2 separate regions of the Mus musculus genome follow, and region 1 is linked to region 2. Evidence: chromatin contacts called from public HiChIP or PLAC-seq data. All regions are on one chromosome and are shown on one strand. The core of a region is the stretch at or near the end of the contact, and the rest is flanking DNA. Distances in the headings are between cores, read along the strand shown.

Region 1 (3,885 bases), core at 651-3,150, 120 kb after region 2:
AACACCTCAAACACCGTATTAGTGTCTTCTTGGGCACCTGCATCAGAGTAGGGGACTCCCTGAGCAGGTGGCCTTCAGGAATTAGATTGCAGTGTTCTAGACCTTTCTTTTTAGGAAGACGCAGTTTGAAAGGATTAGAGGATGTGGGCTTGTATTAAGCCACACTCCGTGGCTTGTTCTATATATAGGATAGGTATCCCTCACTGTGACCAAGCACCTGAGGAGAGGGCAGCCGAAGGGAGGATGGGCTTTGATTGGCAAACCTAGTGAGGGGGCGGAGATGGCCAGAGTGTGAGGGCTAGTCACATTCAGTCATGCGCTGTGGCTGTCCGAGAGGTGTGTCTGCATGTGCTCCATTCTCAGTATTCCCTTTGGCAGTCCTTAGCGTGGGAAATCTGTCCTCGTCATGATGTCAGCCACAGCTAGGGTGGGTTTACCTTGCTGGGCATCTCTCACTAGCCTCACTGTAAACGAAGCTCCGGAGATCCTAATTCTGTAGCTGTAGGATAGGTTCTGGACCTCCGATTCTGTTGTTGTTTGTGTTTGCTTGCCTGATTTATTTGAGACAAGATCTGTCTACATAGCCCTGGCTGTCCTAGAACTCATTCTGTAGACCAGGCCAATTCTGCACGCGCGCACGCGCGCGCGCGCGCACACACACACACACACACACACACACACACACACACACACACGCGCGCGCGCGCGCCTGCAAATCTGAGCTGAAGTTAGTTAGAGAGAATTGGCTGCACTCATTGCTTCTTAGAGAAGGGAAATCACAGAGGCAAAGCCCGCTCCTACATCAGTACCACCTAATAATAGCTAAGTAGCTTTCCAGTAAGGCTTCTGCCATCTAAGGGTGTTTATGAGACTGGAGCAGGAAGGAATTAAAACAAAACAAACACAAGACTTTTTCTGTCCCAAGTACTAAGTGGGTCAAGGTGGATGTTAAGAAATACCACCCAGAACCCAGTGACTATTAATAGCTCCTGAGTTGTTTGGAGAATTGGGCATGTCTGTCAGCCAACAAAATGGTGTTGGGGAATCCTGACCCTAAGGGGAAAAGAAGCCAGGGGCAGCATGTGCAGGGTCACCGTTCCTCTTACAGTAAAGGCTTGGCTTTGTGAAAGTTCCCCATGAGCCAATAAGTAAGGGTCGTTTCCTGTATCCATGTGTACAGAACTCTATGTATTCACTGGTAGAATGAAACTACTTTCACTAAGACAACCAGGTCAGGGTTGCTTTATAGATGTTGTTCGGAAAAATGCTAGCCAGTGCAGTTGGGAAAGAAAAGTAACTTGACATCCGTTTCTGAAAAGATGGTAATTGATTTAAAATATTAATGTAGTAAGAGAAAAACTGTATGAACTGAGCATGCAATCCAACCTGTTTGGGAGGCTTTTGCCTGAGCTGCGGAGCAAGTTCAAAGCCAGCCTAGGCTACTTGGTTTTCAAGGCAAGGTTTCTCTGTATAGCCCTGGCTGTCCTAGAACTCACTCTGTAGATCAGGCTGGCCTCAAACCCATAGATCTGCCTGCCTCTGTCTCCTCTGAGTCCTGGGATAAAAGGTGTGCCTGGTTGTGAGATACTGTTTTAAAAAGTTAAATAAGGTATTGGGACATTGGTCAGTGACTGATAGCTTTCCTAACACAAGTGAAACCTGAGTCTAGTCTTCAGTGTGGAGGGGGAGAAGGAAGGGAGGAGAGGAGAGAGGAAAGACGCACCCTGTGAACATTCGTTGATCATTCTTAGAAATAATAACACTGACATGAGTTACAGCTAACAATGCACCTGCCTGTGTGCAGAACCTTCTCTCAGGGCCCATGGGAAAGTCACAGGCAAGTGACTTCTTGTTCTCAGCGAGCTCGTGGCTCTGCTAGAGAAACAGAGCTGGAGTTTCAGGCCAAGAAGAGGAAGTACTTTAGGCTGTGTGGCTGGGCATGGCGGGTCAATAACCATAGGTAGTGGAGTTTAGGGGAAGCCATGCTTCCCCAGAGACTATGTTTGAGGACAGCCTCAAGAGGCTCCTGGAGCAGTCAGCTCCTTGAGGACAAAGGCTCTGTCCCCAGTCTCATGCGTGCACAATGAGCCCCCAGGAAAGACTGGGAGGAAAACAGGAGGGAGAGAGAGAAGGCAAGGCTGCAAGACCAGAATGTAGGGACCAGGGTGCCTGGGTAGAGAAGGTGGGTGATTCCAAGGCACTGTGGTAGCGAGGGCAGGACTCTGACAAGAGACTGAGGTAGGAGGCATGGGCACGGGGGACTCCATTCTCTGAAGGCCAAAGGTACCTAGGGAAAGTTGGCTTGGAAATTGCGGGTGATATAGAACATGATACTACCTCCTGACCTATAGGTGGGCACAGAGCATGGGTCGGAGTTGAACCAGCCTGTGGGGTCCTGCCTCAGCCTGTGGCTGTCCTCTGGGCAGGTGTTGGAGCTCTCTGTGGGGGCAGGGACTGAAACTTTCTCCTTTAGGCTAATGGCAGTGTGGCCCATCCACTTTCTCAGGCTCCACCATCATGACTGAACGGGGTGGCCCATCTCTCCCCTGCTCACCTGCCTCCACTCCAACCTCACCCAGTGCCCTGGGCATCCGCCTCTCTGACCCCCTGCTCAGCACCTGCGGTTCTGGGCCCCTAGGTGGCTCTGCTGGAGGTGAGTACCAAGGCCCCCGTGGGTGGGTCAATGCGTCTCTCGAAATCCTATAGAGAGGGACGGTTGACAGAGCTCTCCAGATGTGTAGCTGTGGCTTTTTTTTTTTCTTTTTAAAGATTTATTTTAAACTCTGTGTGTGTGTGTGTGTGTGTGTGTGTGTGTGTGTGTGTCTGTGTCTGTGTGTGTGTATGTAAGTATAAATGCTCACGGAGCACAGAAGAGGGTATCTGATCTTCCAGGCGACTTCTTAAAGTGCATGTGGGGGATTCCAAGCGTTAGTGCAGTAGAACCACGCCTGGAAAGAATTAGAAAGTCCTTTCCTCCTTTCCTCTTTTCCTCTTTTCCTCCTTTCCTCTGACTGCTGCTCTGGCTCTGTCTGGGGCTGTGTGGCTACAGCTCCTTCCTTGGGCAGGAAGGTGGGTTGTCAGTGTGGAAAGGTGGCTTTGCGTAGTGGCAGAAGACATGAGCTGGGGTGGGGTGGGGGGGGCTTTTCTCTTGGGAGAAGGCCCCGTGCTGGGCTGGGTCCCATCCCCTTTTGATTGGTGCTCTTGCTCTCAGGGACAGCCCCCAACTCACCTGTGAGCCTGCCCGAGTCACCGGTGACCCCAGGTCTGGGCCAGTGGAGTGATGAATGCACCATTTGCTATGAACACGCAGTGGACACAGTCATCTACACGTGTGGCCACATGTGCCTGTGCTACTCCTGTGGCCTGCGCCTCAAGAAGGCCCTGCACGCCTGCTGCCCCATCTGCCGTCGCCCCATCAAGGACATCATCAAGACCTACCGCAGCTCCTAGCCCACTGCAGAGCCCCACCTGCACGCCCACTTCTGCAGACTGCAGCCCAGCCAGCACCAGCTGAGGGCAAAGCCAACAGGGTCCCTTCCTTCTACAGTTTGCAAACTCTTCCTCCTTTTCCATTAAACGTGGGAAACCAAGGTCCCTGGAGGATTGGGCTGAAAGAGTTTCAGGCAGGGAGATGAGGGCACAAGCAGTGAGGGGAGGAGGGTACCCCATATCTCTCTCCTCTTTACCCAGATTTCTGCATGCTGAGTGGCTGGTTGCCATCCCTCGAGATCTCGGCAGATCTCTAGGTTGTGCAGCCCGGCAGCCCGTGCGGCATCTTGGAGAGAGTTAGCAGACATGTAGCTTCCCCCCCGGCAGCTGGGGAGGAGGCCAGTGGACCTTCTCCCACCCTGGGCAGCTGCAAACTGCATGCCATGTTTCTTTCTC
Region 2 (3,510 bases), core at 215-2,714:
GATGCTTCTCCTGATGCCAAAGACGGGAAAATCAAGGGGACAGGGTGTCTTGCCTGAGGCCAGACAAATCCAGAGGAGCCAGCTGAGATTTTGACCATGACTTGAGAATACTTAGAAAGTGGACACAATGTGTCAGAGCTAAACTAGCTCCCTCTGTTCATGGCCTCCAGACCTTGCTCTCCTTATTGCTTTCTCCATGCAGCAGCCTGCAGAATCTCTGCCCCAAGGAGCCACAGGTAGCTTCAGCGGGGTTTCAGGCTCGCTGTACTTATCTGCCCTCTTCTGCTTCATGACCTCAGCAGAGATGGCTCTGTGCCAGAAGAGGCCATGGCCTCAGGCTCTTTGGAAGTTTAGCCCCAATTCCCTTCCCAGACTCCACCCATACAGCCAGAGAGACAGTCAGGGTGTGGCCCCATGTCCACCCCCATCAGGAGAACAGGCACTGGGTGGGGTGGGGTGCGGTGGGGGGGACACCAAAAGAAACAGCTCTCCAAGCCAGATGAAGCCTGTGAGTGGAGAGAGGTCAGGCTGTGGAGAGAGATAGGGGAAGCCTGTGCTAAGTCTTTCTGGGTTATATTCACTTCTCTTTTCCTGTTGCCGCCTCTGCCGAGGATGCCATCTGGCACAGGCAGAGCCATGTGGGCTCTGGGAGGAGGGAGGACTGTCTGACTCCCCGGTTCAGAGCCCAGAGCTTCTAAATAATCCCACAAGGAAAGAACTTTGTCCTGTTGCTGGCCATAAACAGGCTAACAGGCAACTCCATCTTCTCCCTCCCTCCCTTCTTGGCTGCTAGGCACCCATTTGCTCCTTGGGGTGGTCTTGGGATCCTAAACCCACCCTCACATGGGGAACACAGTGCCTGACAGATAGCATAGGGATGGAGCAGAGCTGGGACCCGGCCATCCTCTGAGATTATCATGGGGGGGGGGGGGGCTCTTCCCAAGGACAGGAGACAGACAGCTGGGGGTGGGGGAAGCATCATTTCCGTGTTCTTCCCGGAGTTCCCTCCAGATAGTCTCTAGAGGCTGCCGGCTCCTTTAACAGCTGCACACTCCAGGAAAGGGCCCCTCCTTACCTAGGGCTGGTTGCAGGCCCCCGTGGCCTTGGATTCCTGATGGATTGACAGCAGTGTGGGCTCCCGCAGACACTGGGAAGGTGCTCCTGACCGCGAGGCAAAGTGGCCTCACGGGGTTCACTGCCGGCTTTGCTTTTGCACCCAGGTCCGCGTAGGATCCGGGCCCAGCGTTTGAACGCAACGCAACGGAGCTTTGGGCCCAGTTACAAACAAACTTAACTGGAGGCGTCTACAGATGAAGTGCAGGCATCTGCAGACAAATTTAACTCCAGAAAAGAGAGAGAAAGAAACAGTGGCGTGGAACTTTCTAGCCAGAGAATGGAAAAACAGCCTCCTGGCGCCAGGCAGAAGAGGGAGGGCTGCTGAGGGCGGCGCGAGGCAGAAACAGAGGAAGTGGAGAAGCGGTCTCCGATGCTGCGTCCTGTCCCAGCCCGCCTCTGGGCCCGCTGTGGCTGGCCCTACTGGCCCTGCCTTGACTCTACCCTGAGCACCCCTCGGGGGCCATCTGGGAAGGTCTAGGCAGTTGCCAGGCAGGGCCCTCAAGGAGATCTTGCCTAGGCTTGCCCTCCAGGCCAGTTAGAAGAACATCCCCCGTACTTGACACCCACCTGGCAGAAGCTGCGGGAGGAGTTCCCTGCAGAGTCAGGGGAGAGGTGGGTGTTCAGGATTGATGGTGATGCTCCAGATTGCAAACTCCTGGTCAAGACCCTGGTCCCCTCCTCCCCTCCTCTCTCTGCGCATCCTGCCTTTGCCTGTACCTGCCATCCCCAGAAGAGGACCTTCCCATCATAGTCCATCTAACTCCTAGGTACTGTCCCCATCTGGGTATCTAGAACTCCTAAGGCAGAGGCTGGTCTTAGGTAGAAATTAAAGGGAGACAGGATCTCTTAAACTGCACCGCCTGCCCCTAGAGTCGTCTCTGGGAGCTCACAAGTCATGAGTCAAGTCCACTGACAGGGAGAGTGTCAAGATGGCCTCAGTGGCTCCTAAGATTGGGAGAGATAGCCTTCACGGCCATCAGCTCTCCAGGGCTGGGACAGTGGGATTCACACTGAGCAGGGACAAGCCACACCCTCCTGAGTCTGGCTTGTCTGTGTAGCAGGGATAAATGGAGAGCAATCGGTACCCGTGCCTTTCCAAGAAGCACTTTACAGGGTGGGGGACTTGCCTGAGCTCCCACCACTCTGGAGTTAGGTCTCACCAAAGCTTCCCTCACGTCTGTTCCTCTGAGCACTTTCTGGCACCTTATCCCCTGTGGGTGCCCCACCCCACCCTGCAAGTGCACGCGTGCACACACACACACACACACACACACACACACACACACACACACACTTGGTCTGTATTCATTTGGTCCCTTTATTCGGATCTGGGGTTAAGTTCAACTTCCTGTTCCCTGTGGCACCTGGGTCCCAGCTGAGAGTGGAGGTGGGCTCTGAGATAGGCAGGCCAAGGGGCTGGAAGATGGGGCCAGGAAACAAGAAACTGTCTGCACTTCTACTTTCTTTTCTTGGACAAGACAGCAGCTAAGTATTCCTGTCCTGTCCCATCCCTTGGTCGGGTTCAGGGGAGAGGAGAGCAAGCAGTCATGAGTTCCGAAAGGAATGAGCACCTTAACCACACAGCTCCAAGTGTCTGCTGCGTGCCACACGCTTTTACGCATGGTGTGTGAGACCCCGACTTAGAATGTTTCTCCCTGGAAGGTAAAGCCCCTGGCTGTTCCCCAAGCTTGTTTTCCCTGATCTCTAAAAATACAGCCAGAAAGAAGCTCTTTGTTCTCTATAGCCAGCAAAAAGCCTTTTTGTTTCTGAGCCTTACAGCCAGAGATGCGATACTTGTAATTTTACCAAGGACATCGGCAGAGAAGAACTCTCCTCCCAACTCCTCCCAATTCCTTGGCTAGCTGTTAAAAGCCCCCTACTGTTACTTCCCTGCCCTGCATTGCTCGAGGAGTTCGTCCTCAGCTAGCTGATAATAAAACCTCTTGCAGTTTGCATCAGGTGTGGGTGGGATGCTGGCCAGCTCATCCCGGGACTTGAGCGGAGGCCCAGCTTCGGGGGTCTTACAGGTGAACCTGTGAGGTAGATGGCCTTCTCCCTGTTCCATGAATGAGGAAGCTGAGACTCCCTCCCAAAAAAGAGGCACTTGGCCCAGGGACACACTTTGCAAACGGTAGAGTCAGCCTTTCACCCAACCTTAACCCAGTCTTTGATCTTAGCTACTTCCCTTCTTAGGCAACGCCTCCATCTTCATCACACCTCAGGGCACACTTCCCAGGGAGCCTTGGAGAAAACGGGAGTTCATTGGTTCCCATTTCTAGCTCTCAAACCTCACAGATGGTCTGTTTTCCTGTAATGTGTGTGAAGAGGATTGGTGTGAAGGAAACCCGGAGGCCGTCTGGCTCAACAGTTGTCTAACAGCCCCAGGACACACAC

The links. HiChIP or PLAC-seq counts read pairs in DNA pulled down with a chosen protein or histone mark.
Region 1: an H3K27ac HiChIP or PLAC-seq map of microglia shows a contact between it and region 2, with 4 times the contacts expected there. The contact joins the enhancer-like site here to the promoter of Calhm2 in region 2. A contact is called at or near these places in 2 of 39 promoter capture datasets (both in embryonic stem cells), 25 of 484 Hi-C or Micro-C datasets (the C2C12 cell line, the N1E-115 cell line, the Patski cell line and 18 more), 2 of 115 datasets of contacts at active chromatin or transcription factors (bone marrow-derived dendritic cells and microglia) and 2 of 9 other capture datasets (adipose tissue and embryonic stem cells).

What each region holds. Positions count from the first base shown.
Region 1 is chr19:47,254,206-47,258,090 of GRCm38.p6, forward strand. It overlaps Neurl1a (neuralized E3 ubiquitin protein ligase 1A), which reads left to right. Exons shown (of 6, transcript NM_021360.4): 5 at 2,507-2,653; 6 at 3,212-3,885. The coding sequence ends at 3,450. Among named protein-coding and RNA genes, the nearest start is that of Mir6995, 17 kb to the right of the region's middle. Within about 2 kb of position 1,901, at least 18 of the 459 cell types and tissues checked have an H3K27ac peak or open chromatin away from gene starts, as enhancers often do. A contact at or near this core is called in bone marrow-derived macrophages and microglia, where this site is marked.
Region 2 is chr19:47,136,830-47,140,339 of GRCm38.p6, forward strand. It overlaps Calhm2 (calcium homeostasis modulator family member 2), which reads right to left and starts at 1,465. Exons shown (of 3, transcript NM_133746.5): 1 at 1,076-1,465.